2 separate regions of the Anas platyrhynchos genome follow, and region 2 is linked to region 1. The links are chromatin contacts, called in public Hi-C maps. All regions are on one chromosome and are shown on one strand. The core of a region is the stretch at or near the end of the contact, and the rest is flanking DNA. Distances in the headings are between cores, read along the strand shown.

The links. A called contact is a pair of places that touch in the nucleus more often than the background predicts.
Region 2: a contact with region 1 is called in a Hi-C map of liver, with 1.6 times the contacts expected there. The contact joins the promoter of POLR3F here to the enhancer-like site in region 1. A contact is called at or near these places in 2 of 8 Hi-C or Micro-C datasets (liver and subcutaneous adipose tissue).

Annotation. Positions count from the first base shown.
Region 1 is chr3:15,865,089-15,868,738 of IASCAAS_PekinDuck_T2T, forward strand. It overlaps RRBP1 (ribosome binding protein 1), which reads right to left. Exons shown (of 24, transcript XM_072035404.1): 20 at 2,843-2,935; 21 at 1,990-2,073; 22 at 1,647-1,745; 23 at 1,289-1,432; 24 at 455-1,029. The coding sequence ends at 991. Among named protein-coding and RNA genes, the nearest start is that of DSTN, 13 kb to the left of the region's middle. Within about 2 kb of position 1,818, at least 3 of the 8 cell types and tissues checked have an H3K27ac peak or open chromatin away from gene starts, as enhancers often do. A contact at or near this core is called in subcutaneous adipose tissue, where this site is marked.
Region 2 is chr3:16,004,521-16,008,170 of IASCAAS_PekinDuck_T2T, forward strand. POLR3F (RNA polymerase III subunit F) reads left to right here and starts at 1,865. Exons shown (of 9, transcript XM_038177554.2): 1 at 1,865-1,965; 2 at 2,670-2,787. The coding sequence starts at 2,731. It overlaps DZANK1 (double zinc ribbon and ankyrin repeat domains 1), which reads right to left and starts at 2,499. Exons shown (of 22, transcript XM_027453566.3): 1 at 2,432-2,499; 2 at 2,113-2,170; 3 at 1,323-1,447; 4 at 501-654. The coding sequence starts at 1,431.

The sequences.
Region 1 (3,650 bases), core at 568-3,067:
CAAAAATCCCCCCTCCAACACCCCAGAACCGGGCTGGGCAGCGCTCAGCCCCCAATTCCGTGTGGGAGCAGGAGGTGCAGGGCCAGCAGCGGCTCTGCTCCTGAGCTGCCCCCCTTGGGGGAAGGCAGCTTTGTGGTTTTCCTGCAGGAAGAGGCAGCGTTGCGCCACCCTGGGGAGGTGGAAGGGGCACCCCGCAGCTTTAGGGCCTCAGACAAGGCCCCAAAGGTTGTGGGACCCCAACCACTTTAATCACAGCTGGGGCACCATGGCTGCAGCTCTGCGCCTCCTTCGCTTGCACTGGAAGAAAAGCAGGGGCCAGCAGCTGCAGCACAGCAACAGAACAAAGCAGCCACCACTGGGCAAAGCAGGGTGCATTCTTCATACTTCAGTCGTCCCCAAGACATTCCTGGCACAGCAACTTCGAAAAGTGACCAGAAAAATAAAGCACAGGCTCTTCGCTACGACGTCATTTTAATTGCATCGACACTCAGAAAATACACAAAGGATACGCGCCGAGAGCCACCCGTCAGAGAGAGGCTTCCTTCCACTGGTGGGTCTTACTTTCACACTTCTCTCACTCCAAAAAAAAAAATAATATATATATATTTATATATATAAAATAATAATTGCACCGGTTGATGTACAAACACAGTCTTCCCTTTTCACACATTCGCGAGTTCTGCCGCTCCAGCAGGGTCGAGCCCCGGCACCTGCCCCAACGTGTCGGGAGCAGCACCCACGGGAACGAAGGGTTGTACAAAACAGTATGAAGGTTTTCCTACAGACATACACCTGCAGTGTTTACTGGTTGGTGGTGGTTTCTTTTTTTTTTTTTTCCTTTTTTTTTTTTTCTTAAAGTTTCAAAACTAGGTTTCGGGTCACTAATGGCTTGTATTTTATCTACAGTAAATTCAGCATATACTTTTTATTTTTAGGAATGTGTAAGGCATTTTGGTAAGTTGAAGGGTTAAGTTCTAAGTCACAGACTCATCAAACCGAAGTCCCTTCCTTTGAACTGTCCTCTTCCCCCTGCAGAAGAAACACAAGAGAGCTCAGTTACTCGGTGGGCTCTCGAGGTTAAGCAGCAAAGCATTTCGCAGCCTGGCCACATCTTCCCTCCTGGGCAGGGAAGGATCATGACCACCATCCAACGCAGTCCCAGGGGCTGCCAGAAGCCAGCCGGGTGGGTTGTGGCCGTGGGTGCCCCACTGCTCCCATTTTAAACCACCCCATTTCCCCGCCTGTATCAAGGGAAGGCCTGGTTGAGGCTGGTGCTGCCAGCAAGTACCGTTTCATGAAGCTGTTCTTTCAACTTCTTCACCGTTTCTCTCTCTTTGGCCAGTTGGTCCTGGGTGACCTTCAGTAGCTCCTGGAGTTTGGTTGCTGCTTGGCCCAAGTCCTTTGTTAGTTTTTTTTCTTTTTCAAGTCTTTCCTACACGGGAGTAAAAAGAAGCCATCTGCCTGAGCCTCCCCCTGCAGTCCAGGCTGCTCGCAGGGGACCCCCTCCCTCCAAAACACATCTGCACCTTCCTTGGGAACCATCTACCCTGCCCCACCATCCCCAGGAACCACAAATCACAACCACAGTCCTGCTGGGCAAAGGCTTTTTTGTGCCTGGTGCTGAGCCGAGGCAGCAGCCAGATCACCTTGAGATGCTGGGCCTCCTCCGTGCCTGACGCCGCTGCGTTTTCAGCCACTCTCAGCTTCTCCAGCTCCGCCTGCAAGCTGCGTGCCGAGCTCTGTGCCTGCAAGGGGGACGCACAACCTTTAACAACGCACCAGCCGGTGCCAGCGGGCTCCTCCTGCTCCCTGCCCCATGCAGCAGGGCCTGTGGCTGTCCCTCTGCTGTTGGTGGGTTACAGAGCCACCGTCAGGCAGCTGGCTGCACTGCCCCAGCGTTTTTTGGCCGCTCTCCAGAGGTGCTTTTTCGCAGCCCCAAGGTCCTCTACAGGGGCAAACCCTCGCTCCCCGCTTGCCCCCGGCACCCACCTCCTCCAGCTCCTGCACCAGCTTCTGCCTCAGCGCTTGCTCCTTCTCCACCAGCGCTTCGTTCTGCTCCAGCTGCGTTTTCAACTGCATGGAGAAGGGGAAAGTGTCCAGAAGAGAAAATAAAAATAATAATAATTTAAAAAAACAAAGGCCTAGACGAGGAGCTTCTTCCAGTACCAGGGAAGCTGGGCTACACAGAAGAAACAAAACCTGGAGCTTTGTCCAAGGCACTGAGGGGCAACGGGTACCATCATTGGCCTCTGTACAAAGCCGGGAGGATGCTGATGGTGAGCCCGGGGTTGGTTTTGCACTGCCAAATGGTGCTTGAATTTTTGGGCAGCACAAGCTGGGATTTGGACAAGAGGCACAACAGAGTGTTGGGCGTATCTGGCAGGTCCCCGTGCTGCGGCAGACGAGCAGCGCCCAGGAGAAGGCTCCACGGTTAACAGGATTAAAGGAGAGAGAGGCAGAGCCCAGCTTGGGGCGGCAGCTGCCACCGCCAAGAGGTGTTAGCCTGCGGGGAGCAGCCGCTGCTAATGCCTTCAGCCCGGCTCCGGCGAGATTTGCAGGGCCTCTGCCCCTGCGTGAGCTCCGTAATCCTAATCCCAGCCCCCGAGCAGGCTCGAGGCCGTGTAGCAACCCCAGCTGGAGGCAGCGCTCCCTGCCTGCCTCCCCAAAAACATCCCCAGCCTGCTGCTGGCACAGAGGGCTCCCGAGGGAACAGGTGAAGGAGCGGGATGTGTGTTTGGAGGGGCTCCACGAGCCTGGCACAGGCCAGGAGAGCAAAGCCTCGTGCAGTTGGCCATGCGGGACGGGGCGCGGGACTGCGAGCCACGGCCTCACCCCCCCTAACCTCGAAGGGCTCGGGATCGCTCGGCTCGGCTCGTGACCCCACGACTCCTCCATCCTGCACATGGCTCTTCATCTCACCCAGCTGCTGCCTGACCTGCAAGGAGGAGGAGCAGCGAGGCTGGCTCGGTTACACGCCCCCCAGCACGGCCCTACACAAGGAGCTATGGAGCAGTTTGGGCAGCCTTTGTGCCAGCACACAGGGAGAAATGGCCAGAAGAAACTGAACTCCCAGCTCACTGTGCTCTGAGCACCCCTGCAAACCAGGGATACCACCCAGGACTTTAAAAAATAAACCTCCTGACCCTCTGTTTGCTGCAGCAGGGCTCACAGGAGTGCTGAAAGGCTGGAGCCCTACCCTAACGCAGACTCCTAAACCTCACTGGTGAGATATGCCTCCGAAGAATGAAGCCTTTAAATATTAAAAAGCAAAGCAGCGACTGCTGTCTCAATCAAAGGACTGATTTAAAAAGCAAAAGCCCTCATGAATTTGGCAGGTCTGATGGCTTTCCCGGCCCTTTATCCCAGGCCTCTCTCCCGCTTACCCGCAGAACCCCAGCCCCATCTTCCAGCCCTCCAAGCAACTCCTCCAACACCCAGGGGACACACGACAAAATTCACCCCACCCAGAGCTGGCTGGCTGGATGCTTAAGGCACCCAAATGTCCGCCCAGGGTGGTGGCGGGGGCAGTCAGCGTCCATCAGGGGGACAGCTGGGGTTTTGTGCTACATCCCAGCTCACACCAGCTTTGCTGCTCTCCATTCCTTCCAACCACCATCAGAGAGGAAAGAAAGGCAGGTAAAATCCCCTAC
Region 2 (3,650 bases), core at 615-3,114, 140 kb after region 1:
GTTGCATTTTTACTTTACTCTTGTGCATGCAACATTTTTCTTGAGCTGTGGGGTCTGCCATTCTGTGCCCCTTCCAGAGTAACTATGCAAATTCCTGGGAAGACCAGTTTTTTTAAATCTGTTGAATCGTTGGATGACTTCTGATGGCAGAAAATACCACGGTAGTCCCTCTGGCATTTTGATCACGTTGACAGATGAACTTTGAGTATAGTGTATTTTATTAATCTCTCACCCACAGCCTCTATGGATCATTGGCCTATATCCATGTCACAGAATATAAAGATCCTGGAGATGATCCATCTCCATAAACAATGAATAAAAAGTGTTATGAGAAAGTGAAGACAGTGCACCCATAAAGATCACTTAGGTTGCAAACTGGTTGGGGAAAGAGTTGTCTCTCATTTTCCAAATACAGGGTAGTTTAAACAACATGGCTCTAAGCCGCTACTGGGATATCAATCCCCTGACAAAATAAAACTAAAAGAAACCAGGATACTTACTTTGTAACTGCAAGTGCCTTGACCATGATTTTCCCAACTGGTAATATGATAGGACTTTTATACTTAAAAGTGTTGTGCTCTCCATAGCCAAGTTTCTTATTGGGTTCTGGTTTACTTCCATCTAATGTGTAATAAATGGAGACCTCAGGTGTATCTGAAAGACAGAGAAAGTAATTAGCTAAACTGTGGGAGAGCTGTAATAAAAACAAACTCCACACCTCTGGAAATCCTCTCTACTGTGCTTGATTTTTTTCCCATAAACAGAATAAAGCAGTTGTATAAATGACTGAAAGTTCATGACCAAAATTGTTTCTCCCATGAAAAATTGGTTCATGACCAAAATTGTTTCTCCCATGAAAAATTGGTTACTAAATGAATACAATTTCAATTGTACGCAGTATTTCTCTTCTTAAAGTAGCTGTACAATGGTTTTGTAGGGAAACATTGCAAAAACTCATCTGTTCTAAAAACAAAAAAATATATTTTCTCCTACGATGAAATGTGGAATTGTAAGGAAGTCCTTTAGGGTAAGCCTAGCACAGGCTACTTTCAAGTGCTATTTTTGCAGTCACAGCAAAATGCAACAACTTAAAGAGCTTGATCTTGAAAGCAATTAAGACCGCTAACATAGAGGAAAACCCCCCATGTCAATGACATTGTTTGAATTAATAAAATCAAGTGCAAGTGTGTTTGGTGTATCAAAACACAGTTAATTTTATAAGTTACTCAGGGAAGTGGATATTCATAAACGTATGATAAAAAAAAGTTTCAAATGGTCACATAAGAAAATGTTTTACATAGAGTCAAAGCTATTATTCGTACCTGATTTTATTTCTACGAGAGTATTTGTATCTATTTCATGTTTAGCCTTCCCTGGAAGAGGGATTCGAAGTGGTATGACCTGAGGAACTGAGACAGAGCCCGCTGTCATTTTTCTCACCAGTGATCTTTAAAACAGAAAAACAAAAAGGCTGACAACATTTTTTTTTACAGAAGAATGCATTAAGAAATGTGGTCTTTTAATGTAATTCCTCATCTTCATTTGTTTATTTTAGGAGAGAGAACACTGGATACTTTAAACTGCTCACTCATTAATATTTATATATTTTTCACATTGAAAAAAAAATAAGATCCTAACCATCATCACACTTTTGATATTTTCTCCTTGAACAAAGCCTGAGATGAGTTCTGTTGCCTTTATTTCACTTCAGCTTTCCTTGCTCACGACTGACTTCCAAGTATTCAAGTGAAACAGCTTTAGCATCATACATCAGTGATACATGCTAAGAGGGAACAGTGAAGTATCCTGACCCTAATCATTAAAGATATGGTATCATTTTCTCTGCAGGAAGAACAAGCTACTTGTTTTGTTGTGGCCACCTGAATGGGTGTCAGGGCAATGCAAGAAGATGTCCTGACGAGGGCTAGAGAGAGACAGCTATTCCTTAAGCTTATCTCATTTGTGGTATGCATTGAAAATATACCTATAAAGCACGTGCCAAACTTAATTTATCATAATTTACGTATGATGTCATTACCTCAGCCAAAGCTCTCTTGTGCAGCATGCACCCTGTGGCAAAGTCACCTCAGGGCGTGCGGATCAGACCTTTACCTGACACCGGGGGCTGTGACCCGCTCTCCTCAAAGCCTCACCAGCTCTTGGCGCACACCTAGGGCAGAAGCACGGGGTCCCCGGTCAGCATGGTGGGAGCCCACCAGGGGGACAGCACAGGTCACAGGAGACAGCATCAGCCTCACCAGGCCCCCGTGCCCCTTCCTCGCACCACACAGCCCCGCTCCATCCCCTCACACTGGGTCCCGGAGCAGAGACTTGCCTACCCCTCGGCATGCAGACAGCCCCTGCTCACCCCCACCGACCCCTGCCCGCCTCCTTGATCCCTGCCTTCGCCACTCGATCCCCCCCATGTTACCACAGACGCCACCATCCCGGCTTAGCAACCGCCCCGTCCCGCCCCTTGCTCCCCGCCCGGCTCCGACGCCATCGCTGCGCGCCGCGGCGGCGCCATGGCGGAGGTGCGGGTGAAGCCGGAGGCGCCCGACCCGGTGGACATCGAGAGCCGGTGGGTGAGCTCTGCTCTCCTCGCCCCCAGCCTTTGGGATGTGGCAGGATAGGGTTTTTAACCTCGCTCTTCTCCCTCCCTCCCGCAGGATAATCGAGCTGTGCCACCAGTTCCCTCACGGCATCACCGACCAGGTGATCCAGAATGACATGCCCCACATGGAAGCCCAGCAGCGAGCCATGGCCATCAACAGGCTGCTCTCCATGGTAGGTCCCCCCGGTACTTCAGGCACCCTGTGCCACTCGTACGGACGGGCTGTGTGGTGGCAGCCTGCCAAAACGGGGCTGGTTGGAGTCAGTGGCCTTTGCTGTCATTTTACGGTTAGCACAGCTTCTTCTTGGTGGCCGTAACCACGTAGGGTCTCCATTACCAATTAAACATACCTCAAAATTTACTGGTTCTGTTCTGTAACAGAAAGTTAACATCCGTGTGTATGTCTGCTTGTCTAGGTTAGGAAGCTAACACCAAGAAGTAACACGTTAGTCTTCTGATGTGTGCAGAATCCTTTGCTCTTCCCCCCATGTACTACTTTCTGTATTTACTATGTAAAACAGAATGTGATACAGCGCTCTTGTGTGTAGCAGTCAAGTGCAAGTGTAGTTACTGTGGGGTTAGTCACAGTGATAACAAGGCCTGGTTCTGGAAGTAACCTAACCTACCTCATTTTGTTTTTCCTATCTATCAATATGTGCATCAGAACATTGGCTGCAAGCTTTTTTGTTCAATAGCTTTTGAATTGGTTGTCCAGATTTCAGAGTGAGGCTTCGAAGACAGCTAAGCCTCTAAAACTTGTTTAAAATCGATGTCCTGGGGAGTGGGATGCGGGGGGAGATCTAGTAAGTGCCTTATGGTAGGGGAAAGAGCTGTGGTGAGAGCTAGGCCTTAATAAGTATTTCTTCTGTAGAAAAGCATTGAGAGGGATCGTCCTGAAGTGAGAGCTCCATTCAATTACATAATCCAAATCTGTAAGAAACAAGACTGTAACTGTGGGGAGGGGATCAAATAGCAACAGAAGAGCAAATGTTAACTAATGATGTTATATGCATGTCCTTCAACTTGTCTAATTGCT